Linked DNA regions of Gossypium hirsutum: region 1 is linked to region 2. The links are chromatin contacts, called in public Hi-C maps. All regions are on one chromosome and are shown on one strand. Each heading gives the region's core, a stretch centred on a gene start, on an enhancer-like site or on the middle of the called end of the contact. The rest is flanking DNA. Distances are from core to core; before and after follow the strand shown.

Evidence for each region. Hi-C and Micro-C count contacts between places; a contact is called where the count stands out from the background.
Region 1: a Hi-C map of leaf shows a contact between it and region 2, with 4 times the contacts expected there. The contact joins the enhancer-like site here to the promoter of LOC107904894 in region 2. A contact is called at or near these places in 4 of 34 Hi-C or Micro-C datasets (callus, hypocotyl and leaf).

Annotation. Positions count from the first base shown.
Region 1 is chrD05:27,438,128-27,442,753 of Gossypium_hirsutum_v2.1, forward strand. No RefSeq gene overlaps it. Among protein-coding and RNA genes, the nearest start is that of LOC107904889, 18 kb to the right of the region's middle. Within about 2 kb of position 1,489, at least 5 of the 9 cell types and tissues checked have an H3K27ac peak or open chromatin away from gene starts, as enhancers often do. A contact at or near this core is called in hypocotyl and leaf, where this site is marked.
Region 2 is chrD05:27,351,199-27,356,015 of Gossypium_hirsutum_v2.1, forward strand. It overlaps LOC107904894 (transcription factor IIIA), which reads right to left and starts at 2,976. Exons shown (of 6, transcript XM_016831409.2): 1 at 2,745-2,976; 2 at 2,521-2,646; 3 at 1,467-1,755; 4 at 1,012-1,211; 5 at 724-867; 6 at 201-615. The coding sequence starts at 2,867. The coding sequence ends at 460.

The DNA of each region.
Region 1 (4,626 bases), core at 239-2,738, 85 kb after region 2:
TTAGCACTTAGCTCCAATTAAACGGGAAGTTGAATTGAGTTAAAGAAAAGGGCTTCCTGTTTTGTACGATAGGAACTGAAGAAAATGAAGAGCGAAAGTTTTTGTATTTATTTCCTTTGGGCTCATAATTTTCAAACCCATTTATTTATTTCAAAAAGTGTTCTACACTTTCCATCTTTGATTTAACATCATATTGATCCAATCCCCACCACATCAACCTCTACTTTCTTTTCTTTTCTCTAAACAATATACAACGAATAACAATTGAATTAATTCCAAACAAAAACAATAAATATTTTTTATTTACTTTAATATGGGAACTTAAAATGATCCAATTGAGAATAAAGGTCAAATCTACAATTATACGCATAGTACAAGACTAATGATTGAATTTAATTAAATAAATTTGAATATTACTGTTTGGAATAAGACTAAAAAAATTAATTTGAAAATTAAAAAGAAACAATTAATCAAATTTAGTACAGCCTCTAAATTTACAACTTCTGTAAAAAAATACAGATTAATAGCAAAAATTAACCTTCATTGCATATTTAACAAAAATTAAATAAAGATTTTCTTTATAACATCATTTAGTTGTTTGATTAATATAGTGCTAAACGATGTTATAAAGAAAATCTTTGATCATAAAAAGATAAAATAGCAAGACATAAATTCTTAATTAGACGTTAGGGTATGTTTTGGTGAGAGGTTTGAGAAGAAGATTGTATAAAACTGTGATTTCATAATAATTTTATTCATTTTTAATAGAAAAAATGATAAATTAGATTTTTCCTTTTTCCTTTTAGTATTTTTAGTTGGATTTGAATTTTGTCAAGAGAAAAAAGCTGAAAGCTAGGAGAAAAAAATTTAATTTGTCATTCTTTTATTAGAAAGTGACAGAAATAACGTGAAATCACTGTTTCATACAATTCTTAGCCAAGGTTTGGTGGAGTAATTTTAAACTTTATTTGGCTTTCCAATTTTTTTTAAATATTTTAGTTTTTAATTTAAATTTTCATCTTTTCTAATTTTAAATTTGTGTTTTTGTCAAACCATCTCAAAATAGATGGAAATTTTAATATTATCACATGGATAAAAACTTAAAAATATGATTTAAAAAAAGAGAGTAAAATATCTATCGTTGCTCATAAATATTTTGTAAAAAAATAAACGATGGGTAGCAGGTGAAGGCATGAAGAAGATGTGGCCAATGAACTATATGAGGGATCACCCCATCTTCTCTTGCTAACATTCTCTGCAGAGCTTGGTTTACCTGTACCACACTAAAATTACATGCATTATAGCTTCTAGGTTTTTGAGGCACTTGTCAAAAGTACCTCTATAAGCTGCTAGGTGGTATTCTGCACTTTTGAGCCCCCAAGAAAATGTAGTATATTTTTATATATCTACAACAAATTCAAGTTATAGCCGCGTTGTAAAGCGAAAATGCCACCATGGTCCAGCTTTGCGGTTTTGGGCCACCCAATTTCGACTCGAGATACCTTTATTGATCCCATCTGATTTGAAATCCTCGAAAATGTATGTTACTTCCTACATTATTTAAAGAAATGGATTGTTTTTGTTCACTAGGCAAAAGAGCACCCTTTTTCTTTTTGACATATCATGTTTTTTGGTTGAATGGTGACGTTCTCATTTTTTTCATTTTTGGGAGAGGATTCCAACCGAGACACCCACATTTAATCATTTGATCAACAAAAATGACATATCAAAGAAAAGTATATTTTGTATTAAATGTATTTCAAAAGGCGGGTTTTACAAGGCACTTTTGCCCATGTTGTTCGGTCAGCAAAAACAATCAATTTATCCGTTATTTTTTAAAATAGATAACCATTAATTTTGTCAATATTATATATAAGGGCATTTTCATAATTTTATTATGAGCATGCGAATTTTTTAATTGACCCGCCTTGAAACCTGATTTCAAAGAAAAAGGTTGACCCTATTAGATCAAATTAGATTGGGCCAAAACCCGTCGGGTTTAGAAATTTTTGTCATCCCTATATTTCACAAAGAAAATACACCAAAGGATACGAATGAAATTAAAAAAATTTGGTACACAGGTATTTTTAATTCCACAAGTAAATTTAAAAAATTGTCAGGTGTCTCTCATTTCTTTTATATATATTTATATTTATATTTATTTTTTTAAAAACATTTTACTATATCTTATAGAATACTTGTCATCACTTTAACCCTACTTATGGAATCTAAAAACTTCATGTTTGTGTATGTGTGTGAGGTTATGCAGGCTTTCAAATATTCCATTTGGATAGACGCTTTTGGTGAGATTAAAAATAATGTTGGTAGCGAGATTAATTATTGTAGTTGTGAAATTGGATACTGTAGTGGTGAGACCAAAATCAGTGGTTAAGTATGTATTTGGATTCAATTATAGCAGTGAATTGAATTATTGCAAGGAGAAAAAAAATGACCATTATAGACATTGGATTAAAAGATTAAAATATGTAGAATAAAAATTTTAATTTATTTTATTTTATAAACTTAAACATAATAAAAATTTATTACAATTATATTATGGTATATAATAATTAAAAATAAATTATATCAAATGATTTTTTATGTATTTATATTATTTGTTAAATTAATTAATTATAAATTAATTAGTATTAACCTTATAATAATTACATATTCATAAAATGCATAGAAAGTTAGAGTGCGCGTCAGTTGTCGCTTGGAGGTAAAGAAGTTTTTATAAAATCAATTTTACAAGCTATCCCAGTTGATACAATGCAATGTTTTTTTATTGCTTGTTACAGTATGTCATGAATTGGAAAGTATTATTAGTAAATTCTGGTGGAGAAATTCTAAAACAAGGAAGGGAATCCATTGGAGTGATTGGAGGGGGATGTGCAAGCCCAAGGCACAAGGAGGATTGGGGTTTAGGGATTTGAAAAAGTTCAACATAATGTTGCTTGCAAATCAAGGCTGGAGATTAATTATGAAACTGGATTGTTTGTTTGCTCGTGTCATGAAAGCAAAGTACTATCCAAAAAATAACTTTATGAGTGCTAGTTTAGGTTCTCACCCTTCATATTCTTGAATGAGCATTTGGGGTGCGAGGAGACTTCTAGAACTAGGCATGGGGTGGAGAGTTGGAAATGACAGATCAATAAATATTTGGAACAATGCTTGGTTACCAGGGCTTAGACATAGAAAAGTAACAGTTCAGAATATTGATATTAATTATACAACAATAGCATATTTTATTAATCTAGAGTTGGCTACTTGGAATTTGGAGGCCTTGAGAAAGCTTTTTGTTGAAGAGAAAGTAAACATAATATTGACTATCCCAGTTGTTGAAGTTGATCTTAGAGATAAGAGGGTGTGGAGGGGTGAAAATGCAAGTGTGCATTCAGTAAAAAGTGGATATAAGTGGCTGCTAAATGGGGATGCGACAAGATCACATAGGGAAGTGACACAACAATCTACACTATAACAGAATTTCTACAAAAAATTATGGAGATTACAAATTCCGAGCAAAATTAAAATTACAATATGGAAACTAGCTAATAATTACATTCCTACGTTTGACAATTTATAGTTGAGGAAGTTGTTGGTGATGAATTTTTGTCCTCTCTATCGTACAATGCAAGAATCAGTGAGCCACATTTTTCGAGATTGCACGTTCATCAAAAGTGTCCTGCAATGGGTGGGGATCGATGTCTCACCCAATATTCAAGGACAAAGTTGGAAAACGTGGTTAGCAAATTCGTCTGTTAGTATAAGAGAGGATCAATGCAAATGGTTAGCCATTGTTTTTTGGGCAATTTGGCACCACAGAAACAAGGTTTATCATCAAGGTGAAAGACAGAGTATAGTTGTAACACCGCTAACCCATATCCGTCTACAGAATAGGGTTACGGAGCCTTACCAAAATTTACAAATCAAATATAGATATTTCATAACATTTAACATTCATATCAGGAATCATTCATAATGAATCATATCCCTTAAATTATCCCACGAGGCCCAAAATATGCATCAGAAATAAGTAGGGACTAAATCGAGTATTCGAAAAATTTTTCCTAGGTGCAAGGTACACACGCCCGTGTGTTTCACACGGCCAAGAGACACGCTTGTGTGGGCATTCGAAATAGGGTACATGGTCATGTCTCAGCTCGCGTCCATACCCGTGTAACTCTCTGACTTAGGTCACACGGTCAAGTCACACACCTATGTGCTAGGCTATGTGTAGGTGCAAAGGTCACACGGCCAAGCCACACGCTCGTGTGCCAAGCCGTTGAAAAATCTTAAGCATTTTGTTTTGAATTTTTAAAATGCAGGGGACACACGGTTGAGACACACCCATGTGCTAGGCCGTGTGTCACATACGGCTGAGACACATGCCCGTGTCTTTGCCTGTGTGGATAAAATAAGGCCATTTTCAAGCCATATTTCTCATCCATTTGGTCTTCTACCTACATTAACATTTTAACATATTCAAAAACCAATCCAAAACATTTAAACTAAACTAAAACCAAGTCATAAATATGTCATATACCTCATTTCTCAACATTCCAATTTACCATATTTATCAAAACATCTATTTGCTTACTTTTACCAACTATACTATCTCATCTCATA
Region 2 (4,817 bases), core at 1,726-4,225:
TTCAGGCAATCATTTCATGTAGCGTCCTTTTGATGTTCCTTCTTGCTTGCCGTTCCTCCATTCATTGTTTTATAGCTTTCTTTCGAGCATTCTGCTTAGGACATGTTTGCCTTTGTTTCATCGGAAATAAGCGCATTCACAGAGAAAAAAGAACAACTATAATCTTACAAGAATAACAACTATAATCTTACAAGAATAAATATAGAACCCACTATATTATTAATATACATCCCATTCATTACAAAGTTTTCCTATTGAAGAAAACGGCATGTAGCAATTCCAAAAAAAAAAAAAAAAAGGCTTACATCAACTAATAAAAAATTAAGAATACTTACACCTACCGCTACAAGGATAGGTTGAGATAGCAGATACAAGAAAAGTTCAATACAGCTATGGTTTCCACAGCACGTTGTTCAACTCAAGTACCAAACTACTCAGAGGTTACTCATCCTATCCACATTACGAACAAGCAGGAGCTGGCCCCAGATCCATCGTTGCATCCATTTGTGGTGGAGTTACTCTTTTTCGAACAAGCATTTCCACAGTGGGGCATGTTCTCTTCAGCCCGCCCCTTGGCTTTGAGCGGAACTGCTCATCAGTCTCCAGGAAGTTGCCCTGCACAAGAAACAGTTCAAAAACCATAAAACTTTGTTTAACATGAAAAATAGCAACACAAGACGAAAACCTACAATAGAATTGAGCCATTGATAACAAATAACTTACAGGAGTATAAACGTGGCACCCTGATTTCTCATGGTTGTCTCTAACATGCTTGTATGAAAATCTCATACCACAACCAAAGAAACTACATGCAAAAGGCTTGAGTTCTTCATGCACAGCCTTGACATGCAGGCTAAGATTTGATTTCTGTAAAAGAATATTTCAACATGTCAGTGAAGAAGAAAAATGTAATTGATCAAAAAATGATTGTAGTATGAATACTCGATTAGTCCAAAAATTTCACATTCAACTTCTTATGTGTAAATTAATCCAAGGTTCACAACATCTTACATTTGAAAATGTATGAAGACAACCCTCAAAATTACACTTAATTCTCTCTGATTCAACCCCTCCTGGTTCATGTGATCGGAGGTGTCTCTTGATGTTCTTTTTCAGCTGCTTTGCTCCACATATTTGACAGTTAATATATGCATGGCTAGATAGCACATGAGCCTTAAGGCATTGCTCGTTAGTAAAATACTTCATGCAACCTGGTTCAGAACAGAAGGCTTCCACTGAATCCAGCTTAACTATAACAATTAAGGCATTCATCAGACAACATGTTGACTACTACAATTCAATCAAAGAGTGCATGCCTGTTTTCTTTTTCTTTTTCTTTTTTAAAAATAAGGAATATAAGATTAAAATGAATTAAGATATTATATTATGAATGCCACTCAGTTTTAGAAACATGAAATAAGACACTTTGCTACAAATTTGAAATCTGTAAACGAAAAGAAACTTGCCATGAGAATCCTCGTGCTTTTTAAGCTTTGACTTAAATTCGAACACCTTTCCACATCCTACTTCTTGGCAGACATATTGCTTCTGACTTCCAGCATCCAAGTCAGATGACTCTTCATCATGAAACTCTTTTAAATGCCTTTTCATATTGCCTTGAAATGCAAATTCTCTATTGCAATTCTCAATCAGACACTTAAAGAGTTTTCCTTGGTGCTGAAGAAGGTGGCGAGTCAAGTGGTCTTTCCTCCTGTAGCTAGCATGACAATCTTCAACCAAACAAACAAATGGCCTCTGTAACAAAAGAAAGATTATTAGAATTACTAGTACATAGCAACCAATATTGATGCATGCATGCACATTAACAAGTCTTCAAACCTCAAAAGTATACCACACCGCGTGATTGAGGCTCACTTGATGGAGCTTCTCAGGAGGTCTCCCAACCTGATACTGGTCCATTCAAGTTACAACAATTTAGCCTCTCGCATTTTGGAGTTCTTTTTGTGGGATCCAATGCTTCACGCTATAACATCCATTGGTTACATTATAAAATGAATTGGCTCCTGCAAAAAAAGTATGTCATAAATCATAAGTGGTAATCTATGTTACACAGGCTCTTCAATTTCACTATTGCAACCTTGTCTTGCATAGCATGAAGGTATGATCCTCCAAATATATAAATAAACTTAAAACAATTGAGCTTATCCATATCAAACATATACTCGTATCCTACACTCAAACAGGTAAGAGAGGTGGTAATAAGATACAAGACATCATGATACAGAGATAGGTTGTTTAGTCACTTATCATATGATTGTTTAAAATTGCTATAAAATTAAGGCAAATAAAACAAATACCAAAATCATGTTAAACCGTGAAGTTGGTTTATGAGTAAGCCAAATCTTCAAAAACTATCATTCTTCTATATATCTAAATATGGCAGATAGCAAAGAATCAACTAAGATTAAGTTAACAAAGTATTAGTTATTGGGCAATCAAAAGGATTATTAAAAAAAAAAAACTTTTTGACCGTGAAACTAATTACAAGTTAAAAAGTACCTCAAGCGAGTGGCTTTGCAAGTGTTGCTTCAAATAAGCAGGCTTCTTGAAAGAAGCACCGCACTCTTCACATGTATTTGACGATGAAGCTCCCTCTTCTTCCTTTCCCCCTTTGTTTACTTCGTCCTGAACCAAACCCACAGTTCAAAACAAAAATAAATCTTCAGAATTAAAGCCAATTTGAATTGAAAAGGGAAAAGAAAGAAGAAGCCATTGGCAGGTACCGTATGATGAGTGAGAATGTGGGAGTTGATGAGAGACTTCTTAGATCTGCAGATTCCACAAAATTCGCAGTAATAACGCCTTATGTCTTTGAAGATGGCTCCTCCTACTTTTTCTTCTTCCATTTTTAATGGATTTTCGCGGAGACTGGTTGTTAAGGACAGCAAACAGGCGCGCCGCTCTGGAAATCCTACGCTGGAGACACAAGATGTTCATATATAGCCTAATTACCCAAGTATTTGCCTTGGAAGGTAATGTTTTAATAGACAGGATTGGGCCTTGGCCCATCCAATTTTGTTGAAAATATTGAATTTCTAAATGCTTTTGTTTTAATAAAAAGTACTTAATATATAAAAATTTAACAATATTTGTAATTGTTCAATAAAATTGCATTAATACTAAATTTTGTACTACAATTTAAATGTAAAATATAAAATATAAAATGAAATGTTCATTTATAGTTATTTTTTATTAACATGATAGTCACGTGTACTAAATAAAATGGATTAATAAAATAAATGTAATAAAAAATAAAAAAAATAAGTAAATAATAGAATAAAATAATATGCTAATTAAGTTTCAAAAGTATGGATGATTTTTCGGAAAAAAGAAGTATAAATAGTTTTATAAATAGAAAACTCTTGAAAAATGAAAATAGATTGGTGAACTAAGATTAAAGCTATGTAATGTTTAAAAAAGTTAAAAAAAATTTCAAAATTCAAAATATTTAGTATAAACATTATTTATTAAAACAAAAAAAATAAGGAAAAAAATAGAAAAGTTTAAAAACACAAAAAAAATGTATAAAAGTAATTCATATTACAAATTTTATAAAATACTTAAGAATAAAAAAAATTTAATTCAAAATGTACACTAGATTGAGAATCATGTGGTATATATAAAGCATATTATAGTAGAAGTATTATGAATTTCTTCAATACTCTAGTCCATTTTTAAATTTGATAAATTGAAATTCTTTTTCACAACAATGTATGGTATCCCGAATGGTATGAGACGAAGACTATTATGGGAGAGATTAAGTTGTGCTGCTCATCAGTCAACGATAGTATGGATCATACTTGGAGATTTTAATGCTTTATTACACGAGAATGAGACACAGGGTGGTTCCGGAAGTTGAGCTGCAAGCTTTTAAGAATTTTGTGTTTAATAATAACCTGAAGGATCTTGGTTTCACAGGACCCAAATTTACAAGGAGTGGAGGGTCCCCTATGAACGTCTTGATAAAGTATAACGTAATTTGGCTTGGGAACTACTGGAGCCTATGTTGATAATGTATCATCTGCCAAGAATAAAGCCAAATCATAGACCTCTGTTACTGAAGACTCTAAATCATAGCAGAGACACTAAAGTTAAACCATTTCACTACTTCTCCGGATGGCTTTCACATATTGGTTTCAATGAGCAAGTTTAGGCAAATTGGGACAATCACAAAGCTTTGTCAAACACGATAAAGCACTTTGCAGCTGCTGTGACAGTGGAACTCACAAGTGTTTGGGAGCATTCGGTTCAAGAAACAGAAGTTGATAGCGAAACTTCAGAGTGTATAAGCAGCACTCAAGAGGCATCACTCTTGTAAGCTAGAAAAGGTGGATCGAGACTTGAATATTGAGTTGGAGACTGCTCTTGATCAAGAAGAGCTATTGTGGTGACAAAAATCTCGGATGGACTGGTATGGAAAAGATGACTGTAATACTAGATTCTTCCATAGTAAAGCTCTTTGTAGAAGACGGAAGGACCAAATTAGAGCTCTTTTCTTTGAAGATACATTATGGTGCTTCGAGGGAAATAAGTTGGAAGTTAAAGCAATTAGCTATTATTATGGAGTTTTCCCTTTAAATGTTGATATGACAATGGAAGAGATCAAAAAAGCTCTCTTTGACGTGTGACCTCTTAAAGCCTAGTGGAAAATGGATTACATGCTCAGTTCTATCAGAAATAATGAGATGTGGTTGGGCAATCAGTTTGCAGCTTGATACCGGGAGTTTTTAGTGGTGGTAAACTATGTCCTTTCTTTTACCGGACACTATTTGATCCTATTCCCAATAAGGCTAATG